Regions from separate parts of the Mus musculus genome. Here regions 1, 2 and 3 are each linked to region 4. Evidence: chromatin contacts called from public HiChIP or PLAC-seq data. All regions are on one chromosome and are shown on one strand. Each heading gives the region's core, a stretch centred on a gene start, on an enhancer-like site or on the middle of the called end of the contact. The rest is flanking DNA. Distances are from core to core; before and after follow the strand shown.

The links. HiChIP or PLAC-seq counts read pairs in DNA pulled down with a chosen protein or histone mark.
Region 1: a contact with region 4 is called in an H3K27ac HiChIP or PLAC-seq map of embryonic stem cells, with 16 read pairs. The contact joins two enhancer-like sites. A contact is called at or near these places in 1 of 15 datasets of contacts at CTCF or cohesin (large pre-B cells), 1 of 484 Hi-C or Micro-C datasets (cerebral cortex), 3 of 115 datasets of contacts at active chromatin or transcription factors (all in embryonic stem cells) and 3 of 9 other capture datasets (adipose tissue, liver and pancreatic islet).
Region 2: a contact with region 4 is called in an H3K27ac HiChIP or PLAC-seq map of embryonic stem cells, with 13 read pairs. The contact joins the promoter of Sptbn5 here to the enhancer-like site in region 4. A contact is called at or near these places in 3 of 39 promoter capture datasets (the 3T3-L1 cell line, hematopoietic stem and progenitor cells and stem cell-derived epiblast-like cells), 3 of 484 Hi-C or Micro-C datasets (all in embryonic stem cells) and 2 of 115 datasets of contacts at active chromatin or transcription factors (both in embryonic stem cells).
Region 3: a contact with region 4 is called in an H3K27ac HiChIP or PLAC-seq map of embryonic stem cells, with 6 read pairs. The contact joins the promoter of Jmjd7 here to the enhancer-like site in region 4. A contact is called at or near these places in 2 of 39 promoter capture datasets (both in liver), 4 of 115 datasets of contacts at active chromatin or transcription factors (embryonic stem cells and stem cell-derived neural progenitor cells) and 3 of 9 other capture datasets (adipose tissue, liver and pancreatic islet).

Annotation. Positions count from the first base shown.
Region 1 is chr2:119,705,602-119,711,795 of GRCm38.p6, forward strand. It overlaps Rtf1 (RTF1, Paf1/RNA polymerase II complex component), which reads left to right. Exons shown (of 18, transcript NM_030112.2): 4 at 1-42; 5 at 5,364-5,478. Among named protein-coding and RNA genes, the nearest start is that of Gm25857, 32 kb to the right of the region's middle. Within about 2 kb of position 2,195, at least 5 of the 459 cell types and tissues checked have an H3K27ac peak or open chromatin away from gene starts, as enhancers often do. A contact at or near this core is called in embryonic stem cells, where this site is marked.
Region 2 is chr2:120,084,094-120,090,715 of GRCm38.p6, forward strand. It overlaps Sptbn5 (spectrin beta, non-erythrocytic 5), which reads right to left and starts at 4,820. Exons shown (of 67, transcript NM_001370938.1): 1 at 2,020-4,820; 2 at 1,475-1,649; 3 at 1,146-1,313. The coding sequence starts at 1,585. Ehd4 (EH-domain containing 4) reads right to left here. Exons shown (of 6, transcript NM_133838.4): 6 at 5,394-6,622.
Region 3 is chr2:120,023,293-120,029,161 of GRCm38.p6, forward strand. Jmjd7 (jumonji domain containing 7) reads left to right here and starts at 4,191. Exons shown (of 8, transcript NM_001114637.1): 1 at 4,191-4,284. The coding sequence starts at 4,221. Mapkbp1 (mitogen-activated protein kinase binding protein 1) reads left to right here. Exons shown (of 30, transcript NM_011941.3): 27 at 1-23; 28 at 251-847; 29 at 1,226-1,311; 30 at 1,812-4,111. The coding sequence ends at 2,039. It overlaps Gm28042 (predicted gene, 28042), which reads left to right and starts at 4,191. Exons shown (of 27, transcript NR_104353.1): 1 at 4,191-4,284.
Region 4 is chr2:119,853,817-119,859,706 of GRCm38.p6, forward strand. No RefSeq gene overlaps it. Among named protein-coding and RNA genes, the nearest start is that of Mga, 40 kb to the right of the region's middle. Within about 2 kb of position 3,500, at least 6 of the 459 cell types and tissues checked have an H3K27ac peak or open chromatin away from gene starts, as enhancers often do. A contact at or near this core is called in embryonic stem cells, where this site is marked.

The sequences.
Region 1 (6,194 bases), core at 945-3,444, 150 kb before region 4:
GCTCTTCAACCGCATAGAGAAGAGAGAGGTGTTGAAAAGAAGGTAAGCTGTCTGTACACTTAGTTTCTCACAGTTTAAGATTTTCTCCAGCTTCACAGTGGTATAAGGCTTTACCCATATAATTATTTTTTTCATTTATTACAGTTTTTGATAAATTACACGAGATGCCAAACACTTCATTTCACAGGATGTCTTGTCCCACCGGCCACCAAGTAAATGCACAGACACTTTGTATTAATTATGAGAGCTTGGCCTGAGCTTGGCAGACCCTCAGCTAGCTCATCTAAGTAAACCCGACCCTCGAGCTCTGTCACACCCTGTGGCTTGTTAGTTACCTTTTCCTCAGTCCCTGTACCTGTTCCTCCTTCCTCTGTGTCTGGCTGGCAAATCTCCCGCCTCTCTCTCTCTTTCCCAGAGTTCCTATCTCTGCCTGGAAGTTTGGCCTATCCTCTCCTGCTTTGCTATAGGCCGTTCAGCTCTTTATTAAACCAATCAGAAGGTGATGGAGAACATGTTTACAAAACACCGAGACAGGTGATGCTTCATAAAAAGATAATCTTTCCGCAGTGCACAAGAAATTATCCCAACAATGCTTTGTGAAAATGGTTTTACCAAACTACAACAATTAAGATTTGAGCATGTGAGGCTAGAGAGATGGTTTAACGGCTAAGAGCACTGACTGCTCTTCTAGAAGTCCTGAGTTTAGTTCCCAGCAACCACATGGTGGCTCACAACCATCTGTAATGGGATCCAATGCCTTCTTCTGGTGTGTCTGAAGATAGCAACAGTGTACTCACATACATTCAATAAATAAATACATCTTTTTTTTAAAAAATGAGCCCGGTGTGGTGGCACACGCTTTTAATCCCAGCACTCGGGAGGCAGAGGCAGGCGGATTTCTGAGTTCGAGGCCAGCCTGGTCTACAAAGTGAGTTCCAGGACAGCCAGGGCTATACAGAGAAACCCTGTCTCGAAAAACCAAAAAAATTAAATAAATAAATAAATAAATAAATAAATAAATAAATAAATAAATAAATGAGCATGCTTGAGTCAGGCTAGGCTCTATGATATTTGGTAGGTTGGGTCAGTGTTTTGGCTCCCATTGCGTTGATATGCAGTTCTTTAATAAGCTGAAGGAAGTCTGTTCATAGGAATGGACATTTGGAAATGTGATTGTTAGTGTAATGTAAACTAAATAGCTTAGGGTCATATTTATGCCTTCTGTACTAATGTGCATTATTCAGTAGTCGGCTTTTTGTTGGTTTGTGGTTCTCGTGATAGATCCCAGGGCCTCAAAATTTCCACTACAGAGTGGTGCCTTCCTTTTTGATTTTTAAGACAAGTTTTCCTGTGTAGTAGCATATGCCATTAGTTCCAGCACTTGGGACCAAAGGCAGGTGGATCTCTGAGTTTCGAGGTTAGCCTGGTCTATATAGTGAGTTCCAGGACAGCCAGAGCTACTTACTAAAAAACAAACAAATATACAAAAGGTAAATAAAATGTAATTAATTTTTACTTATTTACTTTTGTTTTTTCAAGACAGGGTTTCTTTGTGTAGCTCTGGCTGTCCTGGAACTTAATTTGTACACCAGGTTGGCCTCTGCCTCCCGAGTACTGGGATTAAAGGCATGTACCACCGTCACCTAGTGTAATTAATTTAAGTAAAAAATAAAGTAAGTATACTATTTCACTTCATCCAGACAAAAATTATTGAGAAAGTCATAATCTTGTCTTGACTTTTATATTGTGTGTGTGTGCTTGTTTTGTGTACGATATATGTAGGTACTCATGACTATGTGTGCACACAAAAGTTATAATAGAGTGTCTGTCAGGTGTCAGGTGTCTTTGTATTCTACCTGTTCATCTGAGGCAGGATCTTGGCTAAGCTAGAGACCAGCAAGCCCCAGTGATAGTCCTATTTCCACCCCACTCCCTATGGAGCTGAGATTACAGGAATATGTAGACTGCCTGGCTTGTTCTGTGGATGCTGGGATATGAACTCTGTACTTCATGGTTGTGTACCATCTTAATGGCTGAGCCATCTGTCCAGCCCTTGAATTTAGAATGTCATTTTACTAATTAAGGAAAGTAATGTGGGCCAACTTTGGTAGCTCACGCCTCTGTTCCCAGCACTCAGGAAGCCAGACTGAAACTGTCTTCAATAAAACAAAAGGTTGAAATGTTGGTCTGGGATGTGGCTCGGTGTACATTGTTTACATGGTTTACCAAGTCATCAGCACTGCTGTAAACACTCAAGTGTTTAATCAGAATCTGTTTAAGGCTCCCGAGGGGTTGCCACATTTATTTTAAATGACAAAAGTTCTTTCTCTTCTCCCAAAAAGGTCAAAGTAAACTTGTCTTTTGTCTTGGGTAACAGAGCTCCCAGAACTAGCTTCCTGTCCTTTCTACCTGTTATATTAGAAGAAAATTGAAGCATGTTAGCTGTTAATTCTGTTGCCTCAGGAGCCTGTTTGTCCCTTCTGAAGACCATATTAAGTTATGATAAGTTATCCTAGACAAGAATGTTTGGCTTTCAGTCAGCAGAAAGTGGTAGGTATTCATTTTGAGTGTGAATGCCTACAAGGTAACTTGTATTGCAAGAAACAGGACTTGGAATACTGCCTTGGAGTTGTGGGTGAGGAAAGGTGACTTCTAAAGTTTGGGTTTCTGAACTGTGGAGACCATAAGAAAGGCCAGGATCGGGCTGGAAAGATGGCTCAGCGGTTAAGAGCACTGACTGCTCTTCCAGAGGTTCAATTTCCAGCAATCACATGGTGGCTCATAACCATCTGTAATGGGATCTGATGCCCTCTTCTGGTATCTGGTGTGTCTGAAGAGAGCAATAATATATTGATACATATAAAATAAATCTTTTAAAAAAAAAAAAGGCCAGAATCACAAATTTTTAGAGTAGTTTGTCCTAATTTTTTTTTTTTCCCAGACAGGGTTTCTCTGTGTAGCCCTGGCCATCCTGGAGCTCACTCTGTAGACCAGGCTGGCCTCGAACTCAGAAATCCGCCTGCCTCTGCCTCCCAAGTGCTGGGATTAAAGGCGTGGGACACCACCGCCCGGCTGTCCTAAATTTTATATTTGAGTTTTTTTCCATTTTATTGTTTTATTTTTGAGACAAGGCTTACCATCTAACTTGAATGGTCTGGAACAATGTAGACCAGGCTGACTTCAAACTCCTAGAGATGCTCTTGCCTCTTTCCTCAGTTTTATGACTAAAAGTGAGTTTTATCTTTTTATGGTAATGGACGAACTGGGGATCAAACTGAAGCAGATTTTCTCAAGCTTGGAAAGTATGCCATCACTGAGCCTCTATTTTTCCCCTTTAAGAAGCAGGTGGTATTTAGTGACATTTTTAGCAGCTAAAAGAATGTGGAAGGTGGTGACAAAGCTCCTGAGCTCCATGATATTCTGTAGCTCTGGAGCAGTACATGATAGCCACTCAAAAAACTCTCTTCACCTTTTCTTGCTGTTTTGGAAAGTTTTGGGTTTGGGGGTTTCTTTTTTGTTTGTTTGTTTGATTTTGGTTTTTTGCTGTTTTTGTTTTTAGTTTTTCAAGATAGGGTTTCTCTGCATAGCTGTGGCTGTCCTGAAACTATTCTTTGTAGACCAGTCTGGCCTTGAACTCTCAGAGATCCCTTGCTTTGGCCTCCTGATTGCTGGGATTAAAGGCCCGAGCTACAACTGTCCACTTCTTTCTTTTATTATTATTATTATTATTACCATTTTTAAATGTTGTTGTTGTTGTTTTAGTTTTTTCGAGACAGGGTTTCTCTGTATAGCCCTGGCTGTCCTGGAACTCACTCTGTAGACCAGGCTGGCCTCGAACTCAGAAATCCGCCTGCCTCTGCCTCCCGAGTGCTGGGATTAAAGGCGAGCGCCACCATAACCGGCTTAAACTGTTTTTCTGTCTGGGTGTATTCCCTTCATGTGTGTCTGTGTGCCATGTAAGTGCCTGGTGCCTGCAGAAGTTAGAAGAGGACATCAGGTCACCCAGATCTGGACTTACAAATGGCTGTAACTACTGCATTGAGTTCTGGTAATCCAACCCAGGCCTGTGCACCTAAGCATGGAGGAGCCATTTCTCCAGTCCCTAGAGAGTCTCCTCCTGAGCTCAATTAGTCCTTACACCTTAGTGCCGACCCCCAAGTGGGACACAGGGATATACACCAAATGCTTAACTTCACTTAGCTTGGGTTTTTTTTAATTAGTCCATGTAGCATTTATTGGCACTTCATTCCCTGTTAGAGCTGAGTAGCATTCCATTATACATATATGCTGTAGTTTGTTTGTGAATTTGCCATTAAAGTTGTTCTGGCCTTTTTTTCTAGCATGCATAATGCACTGTGTCTTAGTTGGGAATTCCATTGCTGTGAGGAGAACCATGACCAAGGCAGCTCTTATAAAGGCAAACAGTTAGTTGGAGCTTGCTTATAATTTCAGAGGTTCAGTCTATTATCATCAAGATGGGAAGCATGGCAGCGTACAGACTTGGTGCTAGAGAAGGAGCTGAGAGTTGTACATCTCGATCTTAAGCCAACCACACTGGGTGGAGCCTGAGCATAGAGGCCTCAAAGCCCACCCCCTAGGTGACACACTTTCTCTAACAAAGCTACACTTCCTCCAACAGGACCACACCTCCTAATAGTGCCACTTCCTATGGACCAACCATATGCAAACCATTACATAGCAGAAATGCTGATATTCAAATGTTTGAGTACCTATTTTCAGTTAATTTGGGCATATCTGCTGCGTTTTCATTTGAGACATGTTTATTTTCTTTATTGAGATAGAGTCTCATGTATCCCAAACTAAACTCATATACCTGAGGATGACCTTGAACTCCAGTTTTGAATGTTTTTTTTTCTCATGTCCATTCCAATAAAGATTTTGAAGTGGTTGGGTTTTTTGGGGGGGCTGGTGGGGGCGTACTCTATTTTGTTTTTGCTTTTTAGTTGAGTTCATTTGTATAAGTATTTTGCCTATCTGTTGTGTACCACCTGCATGTTTGGTGCTCACAGAAGCCAGAAGTGGGGATCATGTTCTGGAGCTACAGACGATTGTGAGCTGCCATGTGGGTGCTGGGAATCAAACCTGGGTCCTCTGGATGAGCAGGCAGTGCTCTAAATCACTAAGCATCTCTCTGTGCCCCACAGACAACAATTTTAACATGCTTATTGGGCATTGGAGTTTCTTTCAGGAAGCAAAAAAAATTATTTTTGTGTGTGTCTAAGACTTGTATTTTAAAATGTTTAACTCCCTTACTTATTACTTCTTGTCTTCTAGCCAAAAGAAACCAGTCTTTACATATATTTTATTGCTTTTTAAAAACCAAACAAATCTCTTTTAACCAGATTTGAAATTAAGAAAAAACTAAAAACAGCCAAAAAGAAAGAGAAGAAAGAAAAAAAGAAAAAGCAGGAAGAAGAACAAGAAAAGAAGAAGCTGACACAGATTCAGGAATCTCAGGTAGGAGGCCTCCCCAGAGCACAGACTCAGGAATCTCAGATAGGAGGCCTTCCCAGAGCACAGACTCAGGAATCTCAGGTAGGAGGCCTTCCCAGAGCACAGACTCAGGAATCTCGGGTAGGAGGCCTTCCCAGAGCACAGACTCAGGAATCTCAGGTAGGAGGCCTCCCCAGAGCACAGACTCAGGAATCTCAGGTAGGAGGCCTTCCCAGAGCACAGACTCAGGAATCTCAGGTAGGAGGCCTTCCCAGAGCACAGACTCAGGAATCTCAGGTAGGAGGCCTTCCCAGAGCACAGACTCAGGAATCTCAGGTAGGAGGCCTTCTCAGAGCACAGCTGCTGGTGTGGAGCACGTGGGACCGAGGCAGGTGGTAACAGCCCAGTAGGCTAGACAGTGCAGATGCAGGAGACAATCTGCATTATCAGCCACACTGATGAACTCCTTAGGACTTCTTGACTGGAGTCTGGCTGACTAGAGTGTGAGCACCCTTGACTTTCTCTCCCAGGTAACAGCTTGATTATGTCTGCTCAGAAGTGTACTCCCTAGACTTGGTATAAGTAGAGTCATAAAAATTTATAAAATTAGTCATCTCTATATCTGAAGGTATCAGCAGATATTAGATCATAATATGGAGTGCTCTTCCAGGAAGAATTCACTCTGATAATTAATCTATTTTTTCTATTGGGTCAAGGTCTTACTGTATGGACTTCTGTCT
Region 2 (6,622 bases), core at 3,570-6,069, 230 kb after region 4:
ATGTGGCCTACTCCAACCACCTTACTTGAAATTGAAACTGCATTTTTTTTCTCCCACCTAAACATACACATCTGCTCCCATCCCTGCCGTGGTGGGGGTGTTGGTTTTGCTCCCTAACACATCCTCAGTTCTTAGCATATACTATGTAATAATGATGAGCTGAGTGAACAAAGAAAGGAGCGACGTCCTGTAAGACCAGACAGCTGGGAGCTGATCGCCAGCCCTGCCAGCAGAACTTCAGTAGGCATCGCACCCTGTGGGTGTATTCTCTTGTGCCCCACTGGTCTCTGAAGAATGCACCCATGAACTTCCCTCTCTCCCTGACCCTCTCATCCCTCTGTGTTCACCTTAGCTCGGGGCAAAGGAAAGCTTGTGTCCTCCTTCCAGGCTCTCCAGAGTCAACCCTCCCAGCTCTGGGTTTAGCAATAATCCATTGATCAATGAACTTGATCGCGGCAGGAGGAAATCAGCAAATATTCAGGACTTTGTTGTTATTGTTAGTGGTGGTGTGTGTTTACATATGTGTATCTGTGTTGGGAAAACACACACCCAGTTACCACCCTATGTTACAGGGTAGCCCCCACTTGAGATCGTCCTGCCTTGGCTTCTTTCGTGCTGGGATTAATGATGTTAACCACCACACCCAGCCTAGGAATTGCTCAATAACTGACTCTAGGGGAAATCAAAGCTGTGGCTTAACTGTGCTTGGGGTAACTCCCTTGTCTGGTGTTGACTACAGTTCCCTGAGCTATCTAGAGCACTGAGGTTATCACCTCCACGAGTGTCAGTGACCTGCTGTCTAATAAGCTCCTAAAGAAGCCGGGTGTGGAGCTATTCCTGTATTTCTAGGTGTCCAGCTTTCTGAAATGGGAAGATTGAGAACACTCAGGTCCTTTCCCTCATTAGACAGAGATGCTTTCAGTCCGGAGAGGGTTTTAGACTGTTCCTGCTGTGGCCAGCTGGTGGCTGTCTAAGCCAAGCATACAGGGCAAGGAGAACTTTGCTACACCCCTCGCCACCTCCTCAGCTGCACTTCTGGTACTCAAGCCCGGATCTCCTGCTCTGCCTGAGGCCTGGGCCTCCTTTGATGACCTCTGGTTCCTCTCACCCAGCCCTTCAGCCAGAAACACCTTCCCAGAACAAACCTTGGCCCTGAGGAAGGCCAGGGCGTGGCTGTTGTTCTCCAGGAAGTGCACGCGCAGGCGGCCCGGACTGGGCGCTGGTAGGGCCTCCCCAGAGATAAGCTCCAATAGCCGCAGTAGGTGGGCACCGTCAGCAAACTCTGTGTACAGGTTCTGGATCCTGATGCCCACCTGAGGAGTGGATTGAGGCAGATGTGGGGTCAGCCCAGCATCTCCTGCCCACCCCACTTTAAAGCCTGGGAGGGGTAGGCCAGAAATAGCTACAGGTAGATGACTCTACAGCAGACCCCCAGGTCACTGGTCAGAACTGGACGTCCTCAGACCTTGCTTACCCGTCCTAGTCGGAAGATGTTATTGATCCAGTTGGTGAAGGTCTTCTCCTGCATGTGTGTATGCTGAGCCTGGAGCTTGCGGACATGGCCTATCTCATACTCAGAGTCCATGGCCAAACTTGAACTCAGAAGGGCTGAGCTTTGGGCCTGGGTCTTCTCGTCAGGGACGCTGCGGCTAAGGAGGTGGAGGGTTGATGGGACAACCAGCTTATGAGCCTTAGCTCTTTGAGGGTGAATGGCGACTGGGCATTTCCCTGTGTCTGGAGGTGGTGGAGGCATGGGGGCTGGGAAGTACTGTGGAAACTGATGATCCTTCTGCCAGGAGTCTGAGGCCCTATCTTGATACACTGTCCCCATGGAGACAGAAATTACGGATTGGAACCTAAGCGAGTAAGAGGTCTGACTGGTAGCCTGCACTTGAATGACCCAGAGCCACCCCTATCCCAACTTTCCAGACTCTACTCTGAACACCTACTGCTATAGTCCTAGCACCACAGCCATGGCCCCTGCTCTTTGGCGGACAGAAGGGAGCTAGGGTTGCTCACCTTGGCAGTTGATGTCCGGGTCCTCATTAGGAGGTCCCACTGCTGGAATGGAGATACAAAATAGCAAAGCCTGGGGAGTGAGGGAGGGAACCAGAAAGGTCAGGCTGGAGGCACAGTATGGCCCTCCCCTTTGCCAGCCTGTCAGCACACAAGCAGCATTGTCCTCCCACCTGCTACAGGGCGGGACCCAGACAGGAGAGGGTGGCTCAAGAATGCTCTAGGCTCATTGCTAGGGGGTCTCCTCCTTTATCCTCTACCCCATCTCCTGGCTGTTTCCACTGTTGGCAGGTGAGGAGGGTCTTGTTGGCTCTAGTGAGAACATTGCAGGATGCTGAAGTCTAATGAGAGGTATCCATGATCAGGATTTCTGGCTAAAAGCTGTAGACTCCCTTTCTCTTCCACACCCATCCTAGGATGATTGAAGGAGCCGTCTGACAGCCTCTCTCTAACTAGGAATAGCCACAGGAAGCTGTAGTGTCTTGGGCTTAGATTCCCAGGTCTTGAATAGATCTGGGCCACAAGCTCAGCTTAGCTAAGTATTGAGAAGCCAATGACAGATTTATTGTGGCAGAAGGTACCCAGGGAAGCAGCTCCTGCTCATAGCTCCTCTATGAGCAACAACCCCTTCCCACAGGCTTCCTGTCAGTAGTCTTGACCTCTTCTCTCAAAAGCCTTGGCCACAGGGACACTTCCTTGAGGTGCTGTAGGCTCCCCCACCCTCACCCCAGTCTTCAGACATTCACACACAACCATCTCAGAGACTGGGACCCAAGTTCAGTTAGTTATAGGTAACCACCGGGGCAGGTGCTCGCTCTTCCTGACTGCAGCACAAGCCCTCTGCATGGGCTGCCTGATGCCCCAGACTTTGATCAGCTCTAAGGAATATTCTAGAAGAAATGCTACAGTCTTCCAGGCCCAGTTCCTGTTTTGCAGGGAAAGCCTTGTCTTCAGCCATAGCACCCTGAAGGTGCCCAGTCTCATCTGTAAGGGAAAGCTTCATCGGGAAAGCCTTCTGGGTTTGAGGGGCTCTGGCCTCAGCTCCTCCAGGTTTGTGAGATCTGAGGTCAGACAGAACTGTACCATGCTTTGTTGGTAGGTTTAAGCAGAGGTGACTGTTTGGTTGTTAGATGTGGGGTTGGAGAAATGGGACTGTGGTCAAGGGCACTGGCTGCTCTTCCAGAGGATCTGGATTCTGTTTCTAGCACCACAGGAGGCTTACAGCCATCTGCAACTCCAGTTCCAGTAGATCTGGTGCCCTCTTCTGGTTTCCGAAGGCACCAGATAGTCAGGCAGTGAACACACACCAGACAAGCACTTGTACACATAAAGTACAATCAATCTTTAAATAAGATATTGTTGGACAGGATTAGAGGACTGCTCTCCTTCCCATGCCCCCTCCCCTGGCTCAGCAGCAACTAGAGCCAATGCATATTGTACAAGGGGCAGCTCCTCATTGGCAGTGAGTGACGAAGCCCTTGGTGAAAAGGTCAATTGGTCTTTGAAATCCTTGCCAAGAGACTGAACTTTCTGTTTGAGCTGGACTGAATGATACATACAGATGGGTGAACTGGCCGTAACTGAAAACAATCTAGCAGGAACAGGACTTCAGGTGCTGTTTGCTCCAGCATCCCAAACATTGTTACTGCAGATCTGGGTTTCCTATGCCTCGTTCAATACCTCCTCTCTGCCAGCCCAGAGGGACTATGTGGAACATCTTCCTAAGTGCTGGGGTGGTACCTGTTGAAAATGGGATGAGGAAAACACATGTATTTTTGAACTGGTATCTGTGACTAGGGGGAATGAAATACTCCAATTGGCTTAAACTAATCTGGATCCATCCAGGAAAGAGGGGAGGAGTCTATTCTACCCTAACCTCATGCCTCTGGATGATAATAAAAAAAATATGTTGTGCTAAATGACAGTCCAGGCTGGCATCTTCACAAGGGTACATGGGTGACAGAGGAAAAGCCCAACACCTTCTGCAGGTGGTATACACCTGAGAGGCACAGGACCTTGAGGTGCACCCCCCCTCCCCAAGTACTACTCACAGTCCTTCAGTGTGGGCTTTTGACCTCTCGAGTGGAGTACGAGACCTCTTTCCCAGAGAGGATGAGGGAGGAATTAGGGTCACAAGGGATGGCATGGAGAAGAGGTATACCTCTCTAGACTCTTGCATCTCCTTTGAAAATGGACCCAAGGGACCACTTACCTCTTAAAAAGTGGACACAGTTACAAGAAGCTAGTGGCAGTGGGGATTGACACTTTTAAATGAGATTTTAAAGGATAGAGGCATTGTGTGATTTACATTGCTAAATACTATGTGCCTGATACACTCTTGAACCAGGGATGACTTGAATAGACTCAGGCTGTTTTGGGGTCCTGCCGGTAGGTTACCTGGCCATCTGCCTACATAACCCTCAACAAGCCCAAGTGCAGTTTCTTTCTCCTTGGGCTCAGCAGGGCTTCACTGGGAGGTGACGATGGCAGGACCCAGCGGAAGCACTTACTTCCCCTCACCTGCAGAGGGTCTTGTGATCCAATGTGTGTGGTAGTTACAAATAGGCTCTTTAGAACCAGGGAGAGCACAAGTAGGTGTGTGTTTCCCCAGTGTGTAAACACTCTGAGGTGGCTTCTTTGAAAACCAGGATGATACATTATGGTGGGCTACATATGAAACGTCTGAAGGCGTGGTCAGTAGAGAGGTGATGGGATCATAAGGGTTCTGAATTTATCCACAGATGAAGGTGAAGACAGGAAAGCAGGTCACTGAGGTGCACCTTTAAAGACCCCGTCCTGGGTTCTGCTATTGGCTGCCAAGAGGCAACCACCTCCTCTGCCGTGTGCTCCTGCTGCTATGGTGTTCTGCCTCATCCCCAGCTCACAGCTGACCTCTGCACTGAATAACCTCAGACTATTGGCCAATTTAAACTTTCCCTCCTTGAAACTGAATTCTGTCTAGCATTTCTCTGACACAGAAAACCGACATGAGGATGGGGCAATACAGAGTGAATGTATGTGTGAGGTGGGAGGAGTATTTGAACAGTCTAGGAACTGTGCATTGGTCCTGAGAAGACACAATCTTTTATTTTTATCACCATTTCTGTTTTTTCCTTCTGGTAAAGTTATTATGAAGAACAAGAGAATGTAACAAAAGTAGACCCATGGTTTCTTTTTGTTCAAGAACATCACCAGGTCAGAGCAAGCTTAGCTGCTAGGCATCTCCCAGCAGAAGGTGGAGAGGAGTGGGAAGGCAGATCCCAGAAATCTTAGCCTGCTGTCCCTAGAAAGGCCTCCTCTGAGGCTCTGTACAGAAGTGACTTGGCCATATCTACATTGAACATACGGACGCATTTTAGAGACAGACTCACGAGACATACATTTGTGATTATATTTAGGTAGATATATGACAACTGTGCAGAGAAAGCAGAAGACAACTAGGAGGAAAGTCAAGACCTCCCAGGCATCACCTCTCCATGGACACTGACACAAATACAGTTACAGCCCCGGGATCAAACATTCACCTGTGTGTGTCCAATTAATAAAAACACGCTTTCAGAGTAAAGCAAACACTGTGTTTCTCTTAAAACCATTATTTAGAAAGTAAGATAGGAAGTGTGAATGGTGGCGTAAGTATTCTGTTTTACACAGACTACCATAAAACAAACGATGTAGTTCAGACTGGCTTCGAACTCATGGTAATCCCCCTGCATCTGCCTCCCAAGTGCTGCGAAATGGGTGTGAGCTCTTAGCATTTTCTCTTAAATCCCCGGTTCTGACCCTGAGGTTGCCAGATGCAGACAATTAGGGATTGGAGTATGTTTTTGTGAAGATTCAGGGATGCTGTTCAGATTCATTCATTTCTGCTGCTGTTGGTCATGTGGTCACTGCTGCGCTGTGATTCCTACTTCGTAAGTGATGGTGACAGTGTTCTTCTGCTGGGCCACAGAGCAGGGTACAGTAGGAGGCAGCCCCTGCGGCGCCTGACTAGGTGGGCTTGGGAAAGAACACTGAAGAGGCAGAAGTAGACCAATCCTGGCCCAGATAGGCACTCCTGATGTGAGGTGTCTAGCTTGGAAGAAAAGGTATTACAGAGATTTCTTCAGAGAGGCTACATCTTGTGAGAAAAACATACCTGGACACAATGAAATGCATTTCTTTCTTTAAAAATCAAACAACATCATCAATCACCAGGGCGCTGGTCTCTTCCACTCACAGCTCAGGATGGGGCTGCTCTCGCTTTACCTGGGTCCGAAGGCTCTGGGACTCCACACAAATCAAGACAAGCTTTATTGAATTTAAATTCTGCCACCTACCAAAAAAGCTTTGGGGACATTCAGTGGTTGAAGGGCACACAGGTCTTGCCAGGGGCTGACAGTTTGTGAATTATGAATTCCTAACTGAGGGAGGCTTGGCAGGGTCAGGCAGCAGGTGCTGGGACAAGACAGGTTCTCCTTGCCTGGCTGCCTACTCTGATGGGGACTGCAGATGGGCCCACACAGACATGGCACATCCTCTTTCAAACCTGGGTATTAGTCTTCTCTTTGGTTTTTAATCTATGGAAGGCAGAAACTCTCTGTTCTGTTCCTTTTCCTCTCTAGATAGA
Region 3 (5,869 bases), core at 2,941-5,440, 170 kb after region 4:
TGTGCATAGTTTGGTACCACAGGGTAAGGAACCTTGATGAGTTCAACTACAGGTTGTGGGGGATGTGAGACATATATGTGGGCATGCTGGAGGAAGGTGGGTCTAGTGTGGCCCTGGCATGTCACCATGCTTGCCACTGCATGTCCCTTAGTGATTACACACAGGGGAGAGTAGCAACTGGGGACTGAGCCCTAGCATTTGCACACTTTCCTCACCACGCGACCTGCATCTGTCCCTGTCCCCAATGCAGATGAGGTGCCTTCATCACGTCCACTGCTCTTCCAGGAGGCAGAGACCCAGGGCAGCTTAGGATCCCTGCCACAAGCTGGTGGCTGCTCATCTCAGCCCCACTCCTACCAGAACCACACCACCAGTTCTATGGCCAAGCTAGCGCGTAGTATTTCTGTTGGCGAGAATCCGGGCCTGGCAACTGAACCTCAAGCTCCTGTACCGATCCGAATCTCACCATTCAACAAACTAGCTCTGCCTAGCAGGGCTCACCTTGTCCTGGACATCCCCAAACCACTTCCTGACCGTCCTACTCTGACCACATTCTCACCTGTATCCAAGGGCCTGGCCCACAATGAAACAGAACAATCGGGCCCCTTGGTGAGCCTAGGAAAGGCTCATACTACAGTTGAAAAGCACTCCTGTTTAGGGGAGGGTACTACTCATAAATCTAGGACAGAGTGCCAGGCTTATCCTGGACCCAACCACCCCTGTGCCCAGCAACTGCCAGTCAACAACCTTCTCCAAGGCCCTGAGAGCTTGCAGCCCCTGTCCCCTGAGAAGACTCGTAACCCAGTGGAAAGCAGCAGGCCAGGGGTAGCCCTGAGCCAGGACTCAGGTGTGCATGGCTCCCCAGTCTCACCTGGCCCATCCTTTCTGTCTCTGTTGGCTACTTTCTGGCTCTGTCCCATTTCTGTGTGCCTGGCCTTTGGTGTTTTTGTCCTGTCTGCTCCTGTCTTGGTCCATAAGTCACACCTCTGATGGTGAGACACTCTTGCCACCCTTCATAATCTCCCTGTGACCCAGTGAACCCTTTAGTCTGGATACTAGGGCTGGCTTTTCCTTCTAAACTTTGTGTGGTGTTGGGGAAGGTGTTGGAAGAAGGTGGGACAAGAGGCCAGGATTGTCGGCTGGTAGGGATTATAGCTCTGCTCTGAGAGCCCTGGGTTGGGATGCCTGAAAAAGCAGCAGGGCCTCACTGGTGTTTGTCCTTCAGAACTGGCCTTGAGTCTGCAACAGTGTGAACAGCTCGTGGCAGAGCTCCAGGGGAATGTACGCCAGGCAGTGGAGCTCTACCGAGCGGTGAGTATGGGGCAACCACTGTAGGCAACAACAGAGCTTCTTCTACACACTGGATGGAGAACTCAAGGGTATTCTGAGCATTGTAAAGGGGAGGGTCAGAAGCCAGGCCAGGCCTCTCAACCCCAGAATCTGTTGGTTATTTCTAGGCAAGAAACAGGGTCGTAGCGTAGAACACCATATTATTCAAGAAAATCCCAATTCATGGCTGTTATCTTTTTTTTTTATATCCCAAAATGGTTTGGGCACTTTAGATAGAAGAAACAATGTAACTGTCACATTTGAAAGAGTTGTTGGGAAAAGTTGTCAAGAAGTAGATGGTTCTAATAGTCTGGAGGGATCCTCATCTGGGCCACCCATCAGAGTGACTCTGGCCATCCTGATCTTGTGTGTAGAACTCCTAGGCAGTCCCTTCTACTGGGTGGGCAAGGCACTGGCAGAGCCCCTTTTCTATATTCCACTGTCTACTGCTCTCCAGCTCACTTTCAGTGTTCCTGTTGCAGGTGACCAGCTATAAGACACCTTCGGCAGAGCAAAGTCACATCACCCGTCTCCTGAGAGACACCTTCTCTTCGGTGCGACAGGAGCTCGAGGTTCTGGCTGGGGCGGTGCTGTCCAGCCCAGGTGGCAGCCCTGGGGCTGTGGGGGCTGAGCAGACGCAGGCCCTGTTGGAGCAATACTCCGAGCTACTGCTAAGAGCTGTGGAGCGGCGCATGGAGCGTAGACTCTGAGTTCCTGAAGCCTGTCCCAAGAGAAATGCTCTCCATTCCAAACTGTATCCCTGCTTCCACTCAAGAAAAGGTGGGAATGTCTGGAGTGGACAGCAGTGATCAGTGTTGAGAGGCAAAGCAGCCTTCCCAGCCGCCCTCATGGAGCCCCTGTATTTATTAATTTATTTCCCTGACTTTGCCTCACTTCCTTGGGACTCCTGCCTCTAAAGCCCAGCCTGGGGCTCACAGCAGGGCAAGTCTTGAGTCTACATCATCTTGGTGCTGTGAGGGGTAGGAGGGCAGCCTGCCTCCCCTGGGGACATCGGGAAGGGCTGGCCTTCTCTTCTTAGAAGCCATTTGAAGTTTCTGCAGGGATGAGCTCCCTGGGGCGGAGCATCCACAGGGTACTCTGGGATAGAGATGAAAGGTAATGTGGTATTTAGTGTCCTAAAGCCAACTGTAGACCTTTACCTCTACTCCCACACCAGCTGCACTCCCCTGCCTGCCAGAGCAGGGGTAGTTTCCCCCCAACTCCTGGCAGTGAGACAGCTGCCTGGCCTCCAGGGTATTCCCAGCCATTAGAAAACTTGAGTTGGTATCAGGAACTGAGCCCCCACATTCCAATCCCATGTTCCCTGCAAGAGAGCCCTAGTGTTTTTTCTGGCCCCATCCCTTTTCCCCCTTGTGGAGCTAGTTGTGGGATTTTTGCTGCAGGACAGTGAAACCCCTCTGCTGGGCAGACAGCAAAGCCTGGCCTACTTTCCTCAGCCCCTTAGGCTTCCTTGTTCTCTATCCCTGGTCCCCAGCAGACTGTTGAATCCCTGGGGACCACTTTCTCCCTACATCCTGGGCAATGCGCAATCAGAAACCTGTATTGGGAGTACCCTTATGGTTTACAGGGCACTGGCCCACCTTCCTAGAACCTTGGCCACACACACACACACACACACACACACACACACACACACACACACACACACACACACACACACACACACACACAAATCATATGCACAGTTGAGTGCTCATTTTAGAACACTTGCCTGGCTGGTATGCACCTGGTTTCCTCACATTTTTGCCTCAGCGTCACTAGCCTGGATTAATTGGAATTCTGATCCAGAAACACAAAAAGGGATGGGTACACTAAACACAAAAAGGGATGGATACACTAGACTGAAATTCTGGAGTTGTGGTGTCCACAGCCAGGCTGACCGGAGATGGCCTATGGGTCACCTGGCTCATGGAGGAGGCTCTTTTCAAAGGCAGTATTGAGTGCCCAGAAATACTGGACACTGGAGATTGTGGAATGAAGGCACTGGGCAAGAGACCACTGGAAAAGTAATAGCCGGACAGGTAGGTGGCAGAGGTAGGGATAGAGTTAAGGTAACGGTTAGAGAGTAGCAAAAAGAGAGAGAAGCTGTATGTTGGAAGAAGTGGTGAGGTGGTTGCAGAATTGGAGTGAGTATGTCTTTGGGCCTGGGCCCTCCTTTCCTCTGCATCAGGGAAGGCAGAGTAGTGACATTTCACCAGGTTTAGATAACACAAACCTGTCGAAACCTCAACGCCACTTCCCAGCTCTGAATGCAGAGGCTAGCAGGAAACTAGGTTTAATGGGTGCTTAGCTTTGTTGGTTCAACCTGAGTGTTGAGTATACCCAAACCATGTGAATACCCAAACCATGTGTTCCCATTTTTCTACCACACGCATAGTCAAACTCCTAGCCCAAAGAACCGAAGCCACTTGAGGTGGGCCCCTTGGCAGTGTGGGGGTTAGAAGTCGGCCCACTGCCCTGACCTCCACCAGGTTTTAGAGGTCTTTATGCCAGCCTGCCCTTCTAGAGAAAGCGCCACTACCCTGCATGGGTGGGGTCTTGTGGCCTGTGGCACTTTGTCCTCTTCTGCATGTCTGAGGCCACTGGCAATTGCTGCCCATGTCCAGATTTGTCCTATCCCAGTTTTGAAAGCCCCTTATTTATAACTTTTATACTGTGGCGCCTGTCTCCTCCCCGGCTGTACGGGGTGGGACTGTTTTAACGTTTCGTTTGTACGGATGTATGAAATTGTCAATAAACACAATCATTTGTTAACCTGCTAGCAAATTCTGAGAAGAGCGCCGCTTGTTGCACCTCCTAGAGGGCGGAAACGGGGGCGGGGCTGCGATCCTGGAGCGGAAATAGGGGCGGGTTCTTGTCCCGCGGCCGTCATGGCGGAGGCGGCTCTGGAGGCAGTTCGGAGGGCGTTGCAAGAGTTCCCGGCGGCGGCTCGCGGTGAGTGCACTCTCACAGGCAGCAGCGACCGCGCGAGGACAGCGCGGAGGGAGCCTGGGCACCCTGGAACTCAGTGTGCATGAGTGTCCGACCGGTGGCCACACAGTTTTGTGTGTACCCTTCTTTAGCTGGCGGACGGCTCCTTAGCTCAGGATCGCACGCCTGGCTGCCTTCGTGGGGTGCAGTTGTAGTTTTCAAGACCCAGCACAGCTCTGACGGTAGTCATGGTGCCATTCTCAAAGCCAGCGGGGTGCTGAGTCCCCGTGCGCTGCCATGCTATACTTTCACCTCAAACATCTCGGATGCTGGTGGGTTCTGAGGAGAGAAGCAGGCGACTTCCCTCGTTCATTCAGACTCCAAGCTTTGAGGATTGTAGGCAGCCGCCCAGTTGATCTTGTGTGTTTCCTTTCTTCTTCCTCTGGTCCTCACTACCCCATCATTAAACAAGCTGGAGAGATGGCTAAGTGGGTAGGTAAAGCTCTTAAGCACATGATGATCTGGGGTCACATCCCCAGCACTAACAGAAAACACTGGGTGTGGTGATGGTGGACTTCTGATGGGATTCCAGAGGTGGGAGGGAAAGGCAGGAGGACCCCAGGGGCTCCCTGGCCTGCCAGCTTAGCAACTGCTGAGCTCCAGGTTCAGTGACTTTGACTCAGAAAATAAAGTGGAGAATGGTATACACCTAATGTCAACGGCCTCCACACATGCATACACAGGCACACACCACACATGCGCACACCCACACACAGAGGGAGAGCAATTGATCAAGCACAATTTTGTCAATTTACCGGCTGTGTCACACACAGGTGGTTAGAGCAGTATTCTCAACCTATGAGGTCGAGACCCCAGAGCAGTCGCATGTCAGATATCCTGAACATCAGACATTTATCTTGTGACTCATAACTAGTAAAATCACAGTTATGAAGTAGCAACGAAATGATGTTACAGCCTAGGGTCACCACAACATGAGGAACTGTCTTAAAGGGTAGAGCATTAGGAAGCACTGCCCTGGAGGACGGTTGATGGGTCAGCTAAACCCTCAGAGCGGGTGTGCCTGCTATATCCAGGAAGCAGTGTGGACTGAGCTTGGAGCAGACTTTGTGTTTATGTTTATTTTTGTCAGTCAAATTCTTAACAGAATTGCTGGGTCAAAGGAATTGTTTGAAGTTCATTTTGAAGCTTTAGGGGAGAAAAACACCCACCCTCTAAAGGAAATGGTGAGCAAATAAAACCAGCATAATTATAGAAAACCCAAAGGCTGGAAAAGGGCAGGTTCAGGTCAGGTGATGGTGGCCCAGCACTCAGGAGTCAGAGGCAGGAGGATCTCTGTGGTTCCAGGCCAGCCTGGTCTGCAGAGTGAGTTCCAGGACAGCCAGGGCTACACAGAGAAACCCTGTCTCGAAAAACCAAAAAAAAAGAAACATGAAAAAAATACACAGGGTCAGGTAATGATAAATCTGTGGAGAAAAACTCGGCAAGGAGATAAAGATTGTTCCTAACAAGTGACAGTTTAAAAAGGGATGGTCAGGAAAAGAAGCCTGACATTGGACCCAGAGCACCAGAGGGAAAGCAAAGGTAGTTT
Region 4 (5,890 bases), core at 2,250-4,749:
TAGTGATAGGAAGATGAATCAGAAGTTGTTTCTTCCCTGAAGGAAGTCAGTGAAAAAGAGAAACATGTAAACAAAAGCTTACAAAACAATATGTGTTAAGTATTATAATAAGAGTATTCACAAAGTGTTCTTCGAGTCAGAGGAGATAGTGACTAAGATTCTGCACAGAGAGAGGTAGGAAAAGGTGGGCGTCACGATGACTGGGATCTAGCAGCCTGAGATGGTGACAGGCTAGAAAGACAGCACAGCCTTGTGGAGCCTGGGCCCTTGTGAAATAGCAAATCAGTTTGATTTGCTTTAATGGGAATCAGAGGCTGGTTAGGGAATGAAGACTGGTGATGGTCCATAAAGAGTTTATCACACGGTTATGGACTCTAGATTTTATTTTCTACCTAATAGGCTGTCTTCAAGATTTTTTTGTTTGTTTTTAACAGAGGATCTATGACTAGCTTGCCTAGCGATCCCTGACCTAGTCTAGTCAGTGTGACTACCAACAACAGCCATGAAGACCAAGAAGGCACAAGAATCTAACCATGACCTGAAGTTCAAGCTCATAATTTCTCTTCCTGAGTAAGAAATTAAGATGTTCCAGGAAGATGAGAAACTTTTAAAAACTGCTGCCAAGCTCTGGTTTGCAGAAGACTTCACAGAATGGAAGGAATAAAAAAACTCCAGCAGAGGCTGGAGAGATGGCTCAGTGGTTAAGAGTGCCGACTGCTCTTCCAGAGGTCCCCAGTTCAAATCCCAGCAACCACATGGTGGCTCACAACCATCTGTAATGAAATCTGATTCCCTCTTCTGGAGTGTCTGAAGATAGCTATAGTGCACTTACATGTAATAAATAAATGAATCTCTAAAAAAAAAAAAAAAAAAAAAAAAAAAACCTCCAGCAATGTCATGTTCCTGTAGAATCAGGAAAAAAGGGACCATCTGCCTCTCACAAGATCCTGAAAATATATGACAACCACTATGTCACACCCATGATGGAAGTGGACAAGGACTGACCCTGGGTGTGGAATGCCCACACTGACCTTGCTGACCCAATCCCCAACTGCCCAAAAGTTCAAAATAAAGTTGTACAAATTATATACATCCTATAAATTTAAGTCTTCATGTCAGAGTTTAGATATGACGGACATTCTAATAACTGCTACCTGATCAAAAAGTAGACCATTTTCATTCCCTCTGAAAGTCCCTTCATGCCTTTCAAAGATTGACCTGGGCTTTTCCCCAATGTCACTACCAATATCTATTATCAAGTTTTGGTAATCTATTGAATATATGAAAGTTCCAGGTTGGGCATATGGCTCAGTTGGCAGAGTACTTGCCTAGAATGTGTGAAGCCCTGGGTTTGATTCTCAGAGTCAAATAAATCAGACATGGTGGCTCATAACTGTAATCTTAGCAGTTGGGAACTAGAAGCAGGAGGATCACACGTACTTGTACATACACATATGCATACACACACACACACACACACACACACACACCCTAAAACTGATACAGCACCATATCTGATGGCTATTTCTGTTTTATTTATTTATTTTGAGATAAGTTCTGAGAAGGCTTGGCTGATTTCATGACAGCCTTCAAATTGGCAGTAAAGGAGACTAAGTCTAAATCTCTGTTTTTGAGAACTGGGCAATTCCAGGCAATTCCGGGCCTTAGAAGCTGCCCCTGCCACCTGGCTTGAGACAAGAACAATGAGTCAGCAGCAGTTTCCAGATTTCCTCAGCTACTTCCTCAACAAGAGTTTCCAGCCCCTTCGCTCAGTAATGGAAGGTCCCTAGAGATGGAGTAAGATAAGGGTCACCTACCCCAGAATGCTCTAATGTGCTTTAAAACCGGCCTGCGAGCACACTCGATTGTCTCTCTATACTGGTAATGGGATACCCCCAGCATGATGGACTTTTGCAGAATAAAACACTGCATTTACATACTATTAGAGTCTGGGGTGTCATTCTTTAGCGATTCACAGGCCCTTACAGTTTTTATTATGTAGCTCCACCTTTCAATCTGTCTGCATCAGCCTTTTAAGTATCACAGGTTTTGCCACCCTGCTTAGCAATTTCTATTGTATTCTTTTGGTCAAAACCATCACAAACTTAGTAAAACTTCAACAAGTTAGAAAGATAAAGCTGTAGTTAGATGATCAAGTACGATGTGCGTGTGTTGGAGGTGAGAGGTTGAGGAAATGGAGATATGCATACCTACAGAGGATAGAGGTTAATATTGGGTGTCATTTTCTTTCCTTTTTTTTTCTTTCAGACTAGATCTGAAGTAGCCCCAGCTGGACTGGAACTCACTATATAGGCTAGGTTGGCCTTATACTCTCAGAGATTCACCTGTCTTTTCAACCCCACCCACTAAGTGTTGGGACCAAAGTTGTGCATTTCCGTGCCTGGCCCTCCATCTTAATTTTTGAGAGCAGCTCTCTCACTGTGCCTAGAGCTTGCTAGACTAGCTGGTTAGCCAGCCCCTGGTATGTTTTGCACTGGGTTCATGGGAACATGTCTGACTTTCATATCAGTGCTGAGAGTCAGAATTCAGGTCCTTATGGATCAGGTAAGCATAGGAGATAGTGTAGTCTGGTACCCTATCTGGTTTTGGCTATATATAACTCCCCATTTTGTAGTAATGCACTTGACAGGCTGGTTCCCTGACCTTAATATGCATACATGTTTCTCAGCCAATAATCCACCTAGCAACCTTAGAAACCACTGGAACCCCCATCTTCCCTGGGCTACACATAGTGCAATATCTGAACAATAGTATAAATTCCTCTGCCCCTAGTAACAATCAAATTTAAATAGTTCTAGCAAAGTGCATTTCCATGTGGTATGAAGACTAGATGGGCTGATTCAGCCTGAACAGGTTTGGCGTTCATGCCCTAAGGGAAAACTGTGTTTTTATTTTATTTTATTTTATTTTATTTTATTTTATTTTATTTTATTTAAAGATTTATTATATGTAAGTACACTGTTGCTGTCTTCAGACACTCCAGAAGAGGGTGTCAGATCTCATCACAGATGGTGGTTGTGAGCCACCATGTGGTTGCTGGGAATTGAACTCAGGACCTTAGGAAGAGCAGTCAGTGCTCTTAACCACTGAGCCATCTCTCCAGCCCCTTATTTTATTTTTTAAGGCAGGGTCTCTCTCTCTCTCTCTCTCTCTCTCTCTCTCTCTCTCTCTCTCTCTCTCTCTCTCTCTCTCTCTCTCTCTCTCTCTCCCTCCCTCCCTCCCTCCCTCCCTCCCTCCCTCCCTCCCTCCCTCTCTCTCTCTCTCTCTCTCTCTCTCTCTCTCTCTCTCTCTCTCTCTGGCTCTCTGGCTGTCCTGAAACTCACTATGTAGACCAGGTTGGCCTTGGACTCAGGAATCTACCCACTGCTACTTTTCAAATTCTGGGATTAAAGGCATGTACCACTACATGTAGTGACTGTGTGGAGTTGGTATGTGCACATGAGTATGGATGTTCTCTGAGGCCAGAAGTGTCTGATTCCTGTTGGACTGGGATTAAAGACAGTGTGAGTTGTCCAACATTGATGCTGTGAACTGAACTTGAGTCTTGGAGAGGGCAGTCAGCACAAATAACTTTTGAATTGTCTCTTTAGCCCCTTAGCCCTTAAAAATAAAAAAAAAATATGTTTTATAAGCTGGGTAGTGATAGTGTACACCAGCATTTGGGAGACAGAGGCAGGTGGATCTCTCCTGGGAGATGGTTTTGTGCACTGTGTATTCAGATGCTGATTACTGCGTCCCGAGACCTTGTTGCATCTGGACACTGGCATTGTCATGTATCTTCTTTCTCAATGTTGTGTAAAAGTTGTTTTCCATCACTTCTGATTGGTTAATAGCTGTTCAGCAAATTCCTGTGCAGGAAAGAATATGATGGGACTTCCAATTCCTGTGAAAGGGTCCTGTAGAGACCAGAGAGTTTGCCAGAAGGAGTCACAGAGGACTAATTAGGTTAGATTAGAGTTAGAATAGATAAGAACCCTGCCCGATATAGTGCAAGATGCTCATTTATAAAAATACCAGATCTCCATGTTATTATTTCAGAACAGGGTGGGCATAGAAAAAGCCCTGTATATTTACTTACATTTAGTGCCTAAAGTGGGGCACAGAATCCAAGCTTAAACAAAAGGTTCAGGTATTAAAGAAGTCCTAGGTGGAAGGTGGTTTCCTAGTCGCTTGGGACCAGGAAGTTTCGAGAAGCCAAGTATTCTCCGAAGACAGGAGACCTGCAGCATCTCCACACCTTGATCTCACTTTGGGGAGGCAGATAGGCATGGGCTCTTGGCTGGCCATAGAGTTTGTACTGCACAGACCTGACTCCTATGCCCCCTGGCACCTGAAGATCCCACCAGACAGCATGCTTTGGAAGATGTACAAGCTGTAATTGAGCCATTTGAACTCAAAATGTGGGCAGCAAAGGCCCTAGCCCCTGCCCTTCATTGGCTGTTGGAGCAGTGTTTTGTAGTACATAATGGGTTTCCACCTTTGTAGCAATCCTTGGCTTTAGTGAACTTGATGTTCCACCTTCACAGCCAGGTCTCCCTTTGGAATGAATTTGTGGTGAGGTCAGCACTACTGCCTGGGGGCAGGGAATGGACGCAGAGGATCTGGACTCAAGGGGCATTGAGTTGGTTGCCCAGGCTGCCCTCCCTCAAATTTCCATTCAGTGCCTTGTGAGAAGACTCTGACCTGATTGGGCAAACTGTCCTTACAGGCTCCAGCAGGGAAGGGCCCCTAGCCTGAGTGGGATACCCTCTAGGGGAGGAGGCCTGCGTCCCTATCAGAGCTTGTCAGAAGCTGCAGCTAGCAGATGGTGTGTGCACCTTGGTACAGTCGTCTAAGTGACAGGGTTTGAAGCTAGTAGGGTGCCAGAAGGAATCTAAGACTAAGAAAATAGATGTATTCTCCATGTATGGCCACTTGAAGGAATGCTAAATCCAAGGACCAAGTAAATAGTAGGTTTTACAGGTTTCATTTCAAGCTTTTTCTCAAAAGCCAGCTTGCCTTGTTGAATTTAAATAGCTTTGATTGGCAATTTATTTACACCCCTTGTTTTCAGAACATGTCAGCTGAATAAAGTTGAGGTTTATTTAGAAAAAAAAAAAAAGACTAAAGCCAATAGAAGTCTGGTAAGACTAAATAAAGTAAGGGGACTGGAGAGATGGCTCAGCGGTTAAGAGCACCGACTGCTCTTCCGAATGGTCCTGAGTTCAAATCCCAGCAACCACATGGTGGCTCACAACCATCTGTAATGAAATATGACACCCTCTTCTGGAGTGTCTGAAGACAGCAACAGTGTACTTACATATAATAATTAAAAAAAAAAAAAGACTAAAGTAAGTCTCTTACGTAGCGAACTGGCAATGGTGGCACATGCACCCAGTACTCAGAAGGTGGAGGTAGAAAGATCAGAAGTCACCATTGCATACACTAGCAAGATTTTGCTGCAAGGACCCTGATATAGCTGTCTCTTGTGAGACTAGGCCGGGGCCTAGCAAACACAGAAGTGGATGCTCACAGTCAGCTATTGGATGGATCACAGGGCCCCCAATGGAGGAGCTAGAGAAAGTTTCCAAGGAGCTAAAGAGATCTGCAACCCTGTAGGCACAACATTATGAATTAACCAGTACCTCCCAGAGCTCGTGTCTCTAGCTGCATATGTATCAAAAGATGGCCTAGTCGGCCATCACTGGAAAGAGAGGCCCATTGGACACGCAAACTTTATATGCCCCAGTACAGGGGAATGCCAGGGCCAAAAAATGGGAATGGGTGGGTAGGGAAGTGGGGGGGAGGGTGTGGGGGACTTTTGGGATAGCATTGGAAATGTAATTGAGGAAAATATGTAATAAAAAATATATATAAAAAAAAGAAATTA